2 separate regions of the Mus musculus genome follow, and region 1 is linked to region 2. A link is a contact called in public promoter capture Hi-C data. All regions are on one chromosome and are shown on one strand. The core of a region is the stretch at or near the end of the contact, and the rest is flanking DNA. Distances in the headings are between cores, read along the strand shown. Region 1 holds the start of Eya2 (EYA transcriptional coactivator and phosphatase 2). Region 2 holds the start of Zfp334 (zinc finger protein 334).

Region 1 (4,035 bases), core at 1,243-3,742, 210 kb before region 2:
GGGAAAAAAGGCTGAAAAAAAAATAAGGAAATGATTTCTTCTTTGTGGGATGGAGTCATATTGTCGTGGGGGAAACATCTTAAGTGGATGTGCCTGGACTGTGTATAAGGTTTTTCAAACTGCCAGAATCTCCACAGCGTATTCAACCCAATTCTGAAAGTGGCCGGCTACGCCGCAGACCCGTTTTACTGTGGGCTTTTCCACTCTCCCGACAGCAGCTAGCATTTTATCAATTTATCCATCTGGAACAAGACTCAAAATCTCTTACACACGATTTAAAGCAGCAGGCTTCGGCATCTTGGAAGCACAGTACTATGGGTGGTCCCCCATCCCAAATGCTAACTCTGTCACAGGTCAGCAAATCCTGTTTCTTCATGATGTGTTTAACCCAACACAAAGGCACGAAAAGATGCTAGAACGTAGGTCGTTTAAAAACAAGCACTTTTCAAAGTAATATTAAAAAACAATCAGGGCACATATCTTTTAATTTTTACTTCATATTGTTTAGTTATCTGATACTAGGAAAACAATGTATGTGTTTATGGGTTATTTTTATATACTTGGGTGCAGCAGTACACAAGCGCTCCAAGACACAGGAAGAAAATAACATTCTTTGAAGATAAAACAGTTTATCGAGTTGTGAACTAAGATACAAAGGGGCATAGGAACCTAAAAAGTAGTTTAACACACACAAACACACACACACACTCACACAAACAAACACACAAACACACTCCCACACACACTTGCACCATCTCAGGTTCTCTCAGATCTATTCATACATTGTTGTTGGTTTTTTTTTTTTTTCACAACTGCAGATTTTCAAGTTTCAAATCCAAGCTCATTATTATGCTCAGTCACAAACAAGATTCCAAACATTATCATTTCTTACATAAATAGCCCATTAACTTTCCCCAGTCTGAGGATGTCTAAAGACAGGGAAATATTAGGCTTGGGGGACTTACAGATGCTGCAGAGAAGTGGGAAGGGGAGGGCATTCCTTGGGTAAAACGGCACAATGACCCTTGACAAAGATTGTTTTGAAAAGACCCAGCCTTGGTCCCCACGGACAGCTGTGAATGTTGGGGTCTAACACATCTCCGAGGGCTGGTGTCTCTCTTAAGCTGACCCATGCTCTGGTCATAGAAAATTCTTTCATCCTAGCATCAAGGGCTTGTGGAATTAATAGAATCGGCTTCAAATACAACCACTGTCCCCAGTTATAGTTTCCTTGGGGCGGGAGTTCCCGACTCAGACATAATTCAAATGCTTCCCTGGTGTTTGTAAATCCTAGTACTTTCTCTCACTTCGTTAAACCTTCCCACCAGGAGTGGCTTCTGTACCTCGCACGACATATTTATATATAATATCGCGTTATATATTATATATACTTAAAGTCGTTAAAAGTTATGTAGCATTTCAGACTGAGGCGGGAAGAGGGAGGGAGGATAGGCGATAGCGTTTCTGCCTTGCTTTTTCCACAGGCAAGGAGCGAGGGCTGTCAAGTCTGAGCCCTGGGATGGTTTTGGGGCCCAATGTGCCTTGCAAGAAAATCTCACATTCAACTGCGGAGTAAAGAAAGCACTTTGAGGCTTTAGCGATGGGACACCTCTCCCAGTCCTGCTTCCCTAATACTCCGTGAGCGTGAGAGCTGTTTGAAATGCAATGAAGCAGCTAGGGCTAGTCCACAGCTGCCTGGCTATAGTAACTCAGGTCCGCGCGCTCTCCCCTTACTATGAAACCCAGTCTAAGCGTCCTGATGAAAAGTTGTGTTAAGTTTCAGCTTCAGAGTGAGCGCCCTGAGCTGGACCAGTGCGGGCTACAGGATAGTAAAGACTTTTCAAAAGAAAATCGACGTGGGGGAGGCTGGGCCACGGGCCCCAAGTTCCAGCGAGTTGCACAGCTCCTCGGCCACCCACAACCCCAGCCTTCGGACATCAGCTTGTCTCTTGGATCCTTTGGGTACAATCCGAGATTCAGCACGAGTCTCCTGAGTCTCCTCCGAGGCCAAACAACAAACCAAACGCAGAGACCCGGCCGCGTCCTGCACTTGTCCGGCGCACTGGAGTTGCTAACTTCAGTCACTGCGCCCCGCACCCCCCCTCACCTGGAACACAAGGGGAAACTGAGGCCCTGAGACCCAAAGGGATCTCAAGACTGGATCTGCTGCCGGCGGCCGAGTTTCCGCTCCTTTAGTGTCTACGGGGTCCCCGGGAGACGCGGTCCCACCCGGTGTCCCCGAGCGCGGTACTCACCCGCACAGTGCAGAGTCGTCCCGAGCGGGCCAGGCCGGGAGATGGCACGCGGAGCGAATGTCGCAGGGCTGCGGCAGCCTCCTGTGCCGGGGACCGGCCCCCTGTCCCGGCCGCGGGTCTCCTGCGCCCCCGCCGGGCCGCGCCGTGCGTGGGGGCCGCGGGGCGCGGCGCTGGCTCCGGGCGGGGAGTCGGCCCTGCAGTGCGCGCTGCTCTCGCTGCCGCCGCTGCGCTCCCGGAGGAGGGACGCGCCGGCCTCCTCCCTGCGGCGACGCCCACGCCGCCTCCCGGCCCCGCAGCGTCCTCACCGTGGCCAGGCGCGGCCCCAGAGAGTCAGCAGCGCAGACGGGGACCGCACACATGCATTCATCCGCCCATCATCCACCCACCCATCATCTATCTATCTATCTATCTATCTATCCATCCATCCATCCATCCATCCATCCATTCATTCATTCATCCATCCATCCTCCATCCACTCGACTGTCCGTGCCTGGTCAACTGCTCCACTACAATAAGACCAACTCGTTTTCTGTCATCCTGGAACTTTGCATCCACGTTGAGAGTGGGAATCACGAACAAAGAATCCAGGGAAAAAGGCAGCTGAAGAAAGTTGTAAATACCAAGGAGAGGGAAAGAAGGGCTTGTGGGTGGCCGGGCAGCAGAGCGGTCCAGGAAGATGTCTCTGTGGAGGTGTCACCTCAATTACAGGAAAGTGTGAGTGTGAGGGTGAGCGTGTATGTATTAGGCCAGAGGTCAGCAGTACTGTTTTTGTCAATAGCTCTCCCCCCACCCCCCAACGCAAGGTTTCTTTTTGAAGATGGAGGTTTTTGATTCAGGATTCAGCTGGAGGGGCTGGCCAGCAAGCTTGCTCCAGGGATCCTCCTGCCTCTGCCTCTTAGGCGACGCATTATAGGCACCTGCTGCCACGCCTAGCATTTTACTTAGCTACTGGGGATCTGAACTCAAGCCCTTCTGCTAGCATGGTGCTTTAATGACTATGCCATTCCCCAGTCCCAGTGCCTCCCTTATGGGGGCTCAGCTGGCTTCAGATTACTACTGCTGCTGCTCAGATACTGGGACTTCAGGTGTCTCCAAGTCAGGCTTTGGGTCCCTTAGCCAAACCAGTCAGTCTCTGGGCCCCTTATGAGTCCCTAGTGGGAAACTAGAAATGGGCCTCAGCTGGACCCCAGAGGTGAAAGATCTATTCCAAGTTTACACACGCCAGCTTCTTTTGGCTTCTCTAGCTGTGCTCAGGATAGATTAGGTGACTCTGAACTCTGACTTGTTCCAGAAGCTCCTGCTCTAGAAGATCTGATGCCCTCTGCTGGCCTCTGCAAGCACTGCACTCACATGCACAATTCCCCCCCCCCCCCCCAAATACAGACAATAAAAATAAAACTAGGGGCTGGAGGGATAGCTCGACAGTTAAGGGTCCTGTTACTCTTGCAGAAGACCCTGGTTAAGTTCCCAGAACTCACATGGCAGCTAATAGCTATCCTAACCAGGCCTGCACATGGTACACAGACATACGTACAAGCAGGATGCTCATACACAAAAAATCAAATCAAGTCGGAACCAGTTGTGAACCCTTTCCTTGATTTAGAGAGATAATCACCTGTATGTGTAATTCTTTAAAAGGGGTCCCCAAGTGTAGATGGGTCAGGCTCTGGCATTGCTGGCTCTGTCTCCCGTCTTATCTGTTTCCTTCCCACCACAGACACCATACCAGAGCAAGTACCTACCGTTGTCATGGCTGTCCCCACCCAGTGAGGAGGATCTG
Region 2 (4,354 bases), core at 1,341-3,840:
AAGTGTATGTGATTTTAAAATATTAATTACTTCTTTTCTAGGATCCTTAGTGTTATTGGCCATTTTATATGTGTGTGTGTACACATATATAACATATCCATATGTGTATATAAATATATATATGTGTGTTTGTGTGTGTGTGTGTGTGTATACATATATATATCCACATACATTTATATGGTGTCTTAGGGTTTTATTGCTGTGAAGAGACACCAGGACCAAGGCAACTCTTACAAAGGCAAACATTTAATTGGGACTGGCTTACAATTTACAGGGATTCAGTTCATTATCACCATGGCAGGAAGCACGGCAGCAGGCAGGCAGGCAGACGTGGTGCTGGAGAAGGAGCTGCGAGTTCTACACCTTGATCCACAGGCAGCAGAGGGAGGTTGTGTTCACACTGAGTGTAGCTTGAGCATAGAAGACCTCAAAGCCCGCCTCCACAATGACATACTTCCTTCGACAAGGTCACACCTACTCCAACAAGGCCACACCTCCTTGTCGTGCCACTTCCTATGGGCCGAACATTCATAGACATGAGTCTATGTGGGCCATGCCTATTCAAACCATCCCATATGGCTAATTTCTAATTCATTTTCAAATCTTCTATATTAATTTTCTTGTTCCTTACTTGACTTAAAAAAATACTAAATTGAAGTTATTTCTAGAAGCACTATTAATAATTGAGCCCACTCTTTCACTTATTATATCTAGAAGCCAACTGCATTCCCTTCCCCCATACATTTGCTTTTAAAATCTATCTTTCCCCAAAGTCATTTCAGTTTTCTTTTGACTTGGCATGGGTTCGGGTACATACCCCTGAGAATGGCCCGGCACACACATGGAGCTTGCAGATCTGGGTCCTCTCTCTCGACCATGTGGACCCCTGAGACCCACAGCAGGTCATCTGGTTTGTTGGCAATGCCTTTATTTACTGAAACATCTTGCAGACCCACCATGTATTTATTGCTCCATAACAAACTACCCCCAAAATCTGGTGGCTTAAAATGATGCAACTGGTTATTTCCTCCGTGCTATGAGGCTACTGGTACGGACTTTGTGGCTCTGTGTGTGCTTACAGGTATGCACTTTGTGGCTCTGCTTTATGTGAGTCTATATGCAACTGAGGCCACCCAAGAATGTAACTGCATGCAATGTTCAGGGTGGCTCACTCCCTGCATCTGAAGTCTTGACAAGGATCCCTGGAAGGGGAGGCATGGCTGGGTTTCTGGGAAATATTTGCCTTTTCTCCACATTGCCTCTCTGCTTCTTTTGGTTTCCACTTGATCTCTGGTAACTAGTTAACTAAAGTCATACACAAACTCTAGGAACACCGCAAACAAACCGGACTGCCAGGATATCAGGTTTGCTTTTTGAAGCCTGCAGTGTCCCTTCTTATGACCCCTTTATTTAAATTACATCATGGCCACGTTTGATGTGGGAGACAGTATACAAGCATTGAATCCCTGGAAGTCTGGCTCACTGAGAGCTATCTCTCAGCCTCTGCATCTCGAAGTTCCTTTTGGTATTTAAACATAACAGATAACTGTGTCAGAAACTGTCTGGCCTTCCAGTGACTAAGATATTCCATAGCTTTCCTCTTTTAAAATATATACACGGGGGCTGGTGAGATGGCTCAGTGGTTAAGAGTGCCGACCGCTCTTCCAAAGGTCCTGAGTTCAAATCCCAGCAACCACATGGTGGCTCACAACCATCCGTAACGAAATCTGATGCCGTTTTCAGGAGTGTCTGAAGACAGCTATAGTGTACAGTGTATAAATAAATAAATAAATATTTTAAAAAAATAAATAAAACAAAATATATACACGTATTCAATTTGTCCTCATGGATGAAGAGCAGTTTCTATATTACTTGGATTAAATATAATTGGTCATGTTAAAATATATTGTTAAGATGGCGCAGTGATTTATAGCAGAGGAGCAGAGTTCAATTCCCAGCACCTACATGATACCATCTTCTGGCCTTCTTAGACACGGGGTACCAAGCACAGCACGCAAGTAGTGGACAGACATACATGCAGGCAGGCAATATATCAATACATATAAAATAAAATAAAATAAAAATTGAAAATATTATACTGTTAAAATATTTTGCCATTACTTATTGTGACTTCTCCTTCTGTAAAATTGGCAGGAGAGTATGCACCTGTCAGTAAAGTCAGTAATAAACAGGATGGCGATTATTTTCTTTTAAGATATTTAGAGATGGTTTGATTCTTTGTTAGGGGGTCTCTTCTGTAATTTTGGGAAGGTCGTCGATACATTTTTATTCTGCTTACAACTGTTTGGTTATTATTTTTTTCTTAATACACTGTTGGAATTTCTTTACAGAGCTCTAATTTTTTATTCTCACACTTCTTCTTGTACTCATGGTTTTTACTCGTAAATTACTGTGATTAAAGCCCTAGCGCCTCAGAGGCTATCGGCTGGGTGGGGGCCGCAACTCCCTGTGGGAAATGTAGTCCTGGAAAGACTACAGCACCCTTTGGAGAACCGTGGGAATGGCCGCTCCGAGACTCTGCGCATGCGCGGTCTCCTAGGCTCTATGGATGCGTTTCCGTTTCGTGGGGCTCTTCCAGGCGAGGCTCGAGGGGCCTCTGTGCGCCACAATTGCCTGGGGCCTTCTGGGAGCTACAAAAGAAGCGAGGTTTCCCCTGAGCCAGAGGAATTCCGGGTGGCGACTCCGGGGCAGGATCAGAAGAACCAGCGCCTTCCTGGGGCCCGCGGAGGCTTGCGCGTGTCCAGGGGCCGGGCGAGGCTAGCGGGCGCCCCCGGGGCTGCAGGCCTCCGGGCGGGCAGCCTGGGAAGGAGAGAGGTGTGTGCGTGCAAAAAGCGGATCCCAGCAGTCCTGCGGATGCCCTTGGCCCGGTAAAGCTTCGGGGGGCTGCTTAAGGGTTGAGCTGCGATTGAGGGAATGAGCAGGTCTGATTTCATTGGCGGGTCTTTCGTTTGGGAGGGAAGGGATGCCAGCCATGGCTGAGAAAAAGGCCTCTGCATCACTTCGAACAAATGCGTGTCGTTCATTAGAGTCCCCATTCTGTTTCGCCAGAGTTGCTCAAACCCCGTCCATCACCATCCTGGAGTTTACTGGTTTCCTTTATATAGAAGAATGACCCAAGAGTATCTACAGGAAAGGGTTTTTATGAGAGTCGAACTTCTTCTCAAGTGAGGAAGGCAGCTATTTTGACCATTTAGGTAGTTTGCTAGTGCCAGAACCAAGAATTGAAATCTGGTGTGTTGATTCGAAGGCCAGGGCTTTGTCTTCTGCTACACTGAAGCAGAGGCCTCCCTCTCATGAAACTGCAGTTAAGCTTGGGGGAGGGGAGCAGAGTGATACGCATCTTAAACCCCTCACTCCCTCTGTCTGGTTTTCTGATTTCATCTGCTGAATGCATTAGTAGGAAAACAGGTAATTGATACCCAAAAAACTAGATGGTAGGTAGGTAGATAGATAGATAGATAGATAATTGATACCCAAAAAACTAGAGGGTAGATAGATAGATAGATAGATTGATTGATAGAATCTCAGAGTTGCTGGCCTGCTCTTTCAGGCTTCATATATACTAGAGCTTATTGATATGATCTAATATGAACTCTGAAGTGTTGTTTGTTTTTTAAGGAGACCTGAATAAGACAGTAGTTCAATTCACACCTTTGTTTCCTTTCACACAGTAAGAAAAGCTCTGATTAGTCCATTCAAAACTGCCCTGGGCCTTCCCTCCGCAGACGCTTTCTGTATGACGCAGGTCGAAGGGTCCTTTCCTTCCAGGGCATGTCTGTGAGTCACTGTCGAGCTGCTAGCCAGTCTGCTGATCACATTCCCTGTTCTTCCTCACCCAGCCCTTGGATCACCGGTGGTTCCTGGCCCTTTCTTGAGAACGCCTGGAAATGGACAGTACCCAGGTAAGTCACCGAGGGATTCACGTCCCACCGTTGGCAGTGGCTGTTCATAGACCCGCAGCGAGTACATCTGGATGTGGTAGACGTGTATAAAAAGGCAGCGCCAGGGAAAGTAAGGGAAGCAGATCAGTACCAGAGAAGTGAACCCCAATAAACAGAAGGCATTGCCAGATGTGCTGGAGCACGCCTTTAATCCCAGCGCTTGGGAGGCAGAGGCAGATGGATCTCTGAGTGAGAAGCCAGCCTGGTCTGCATAGAGAGTTCCAGGACAGCCAGGGCTACACAAAGAACCCTGTCTTGAAAAAAACAATAAACAAACGGATAAATAATAAACAGAAATTATTCACCCCGGTAGGCTTGTTTAGGTTGTATGACAAAGACCCAAGTAGTAGGAAGTAGGCTGTTACCATGGTTTTTCATCATTTATTTATAAA

What was found. Promoter capture Hi-C pulls out the DNA fragments that hold promoters and counts their contacts.
Region 1: a contact with region 2 is called in a promoter capture Hi-C map of embryonic stem cells, with 4 times the contacts expected there. The contact joins the promoter of Eya2 here to the promoter of Zfp334 in region 2. A contact is called at or near these places in 2 of 39 promoter capture datasets (embryonic stem cells and stem cell-derived epiblast-like cells) and 2 of 115 datasets of contacts at active chromatin or transcription factors (bone marrow-derived macrophages and pancreatic cancer cells).

The regions. Positions count from the first base shown.
Region 1 is chr2:165,593,485-165,597,519 of GRCm38.p6, reverse strand. Eya2 (EYA transcriptional coactivator and phosphatase 2) reads right to left here and starts at 2,492. Exons shown (of 16, transcript NM_001271963.1): 1 at 2,256-2,492.
Region 2 is chr2:165,386,495-165,390,848 of GRCm38.p6, reverse strand. It overlaps Zfp334 (zinc finger protein 334), which reads left to right and starts at 2,590. Exons shown (of 5, transcript NM_178411.3): 1 at 2,590-2,888; 2 at 3,861-3,923. The coding sequence starts at 3,909.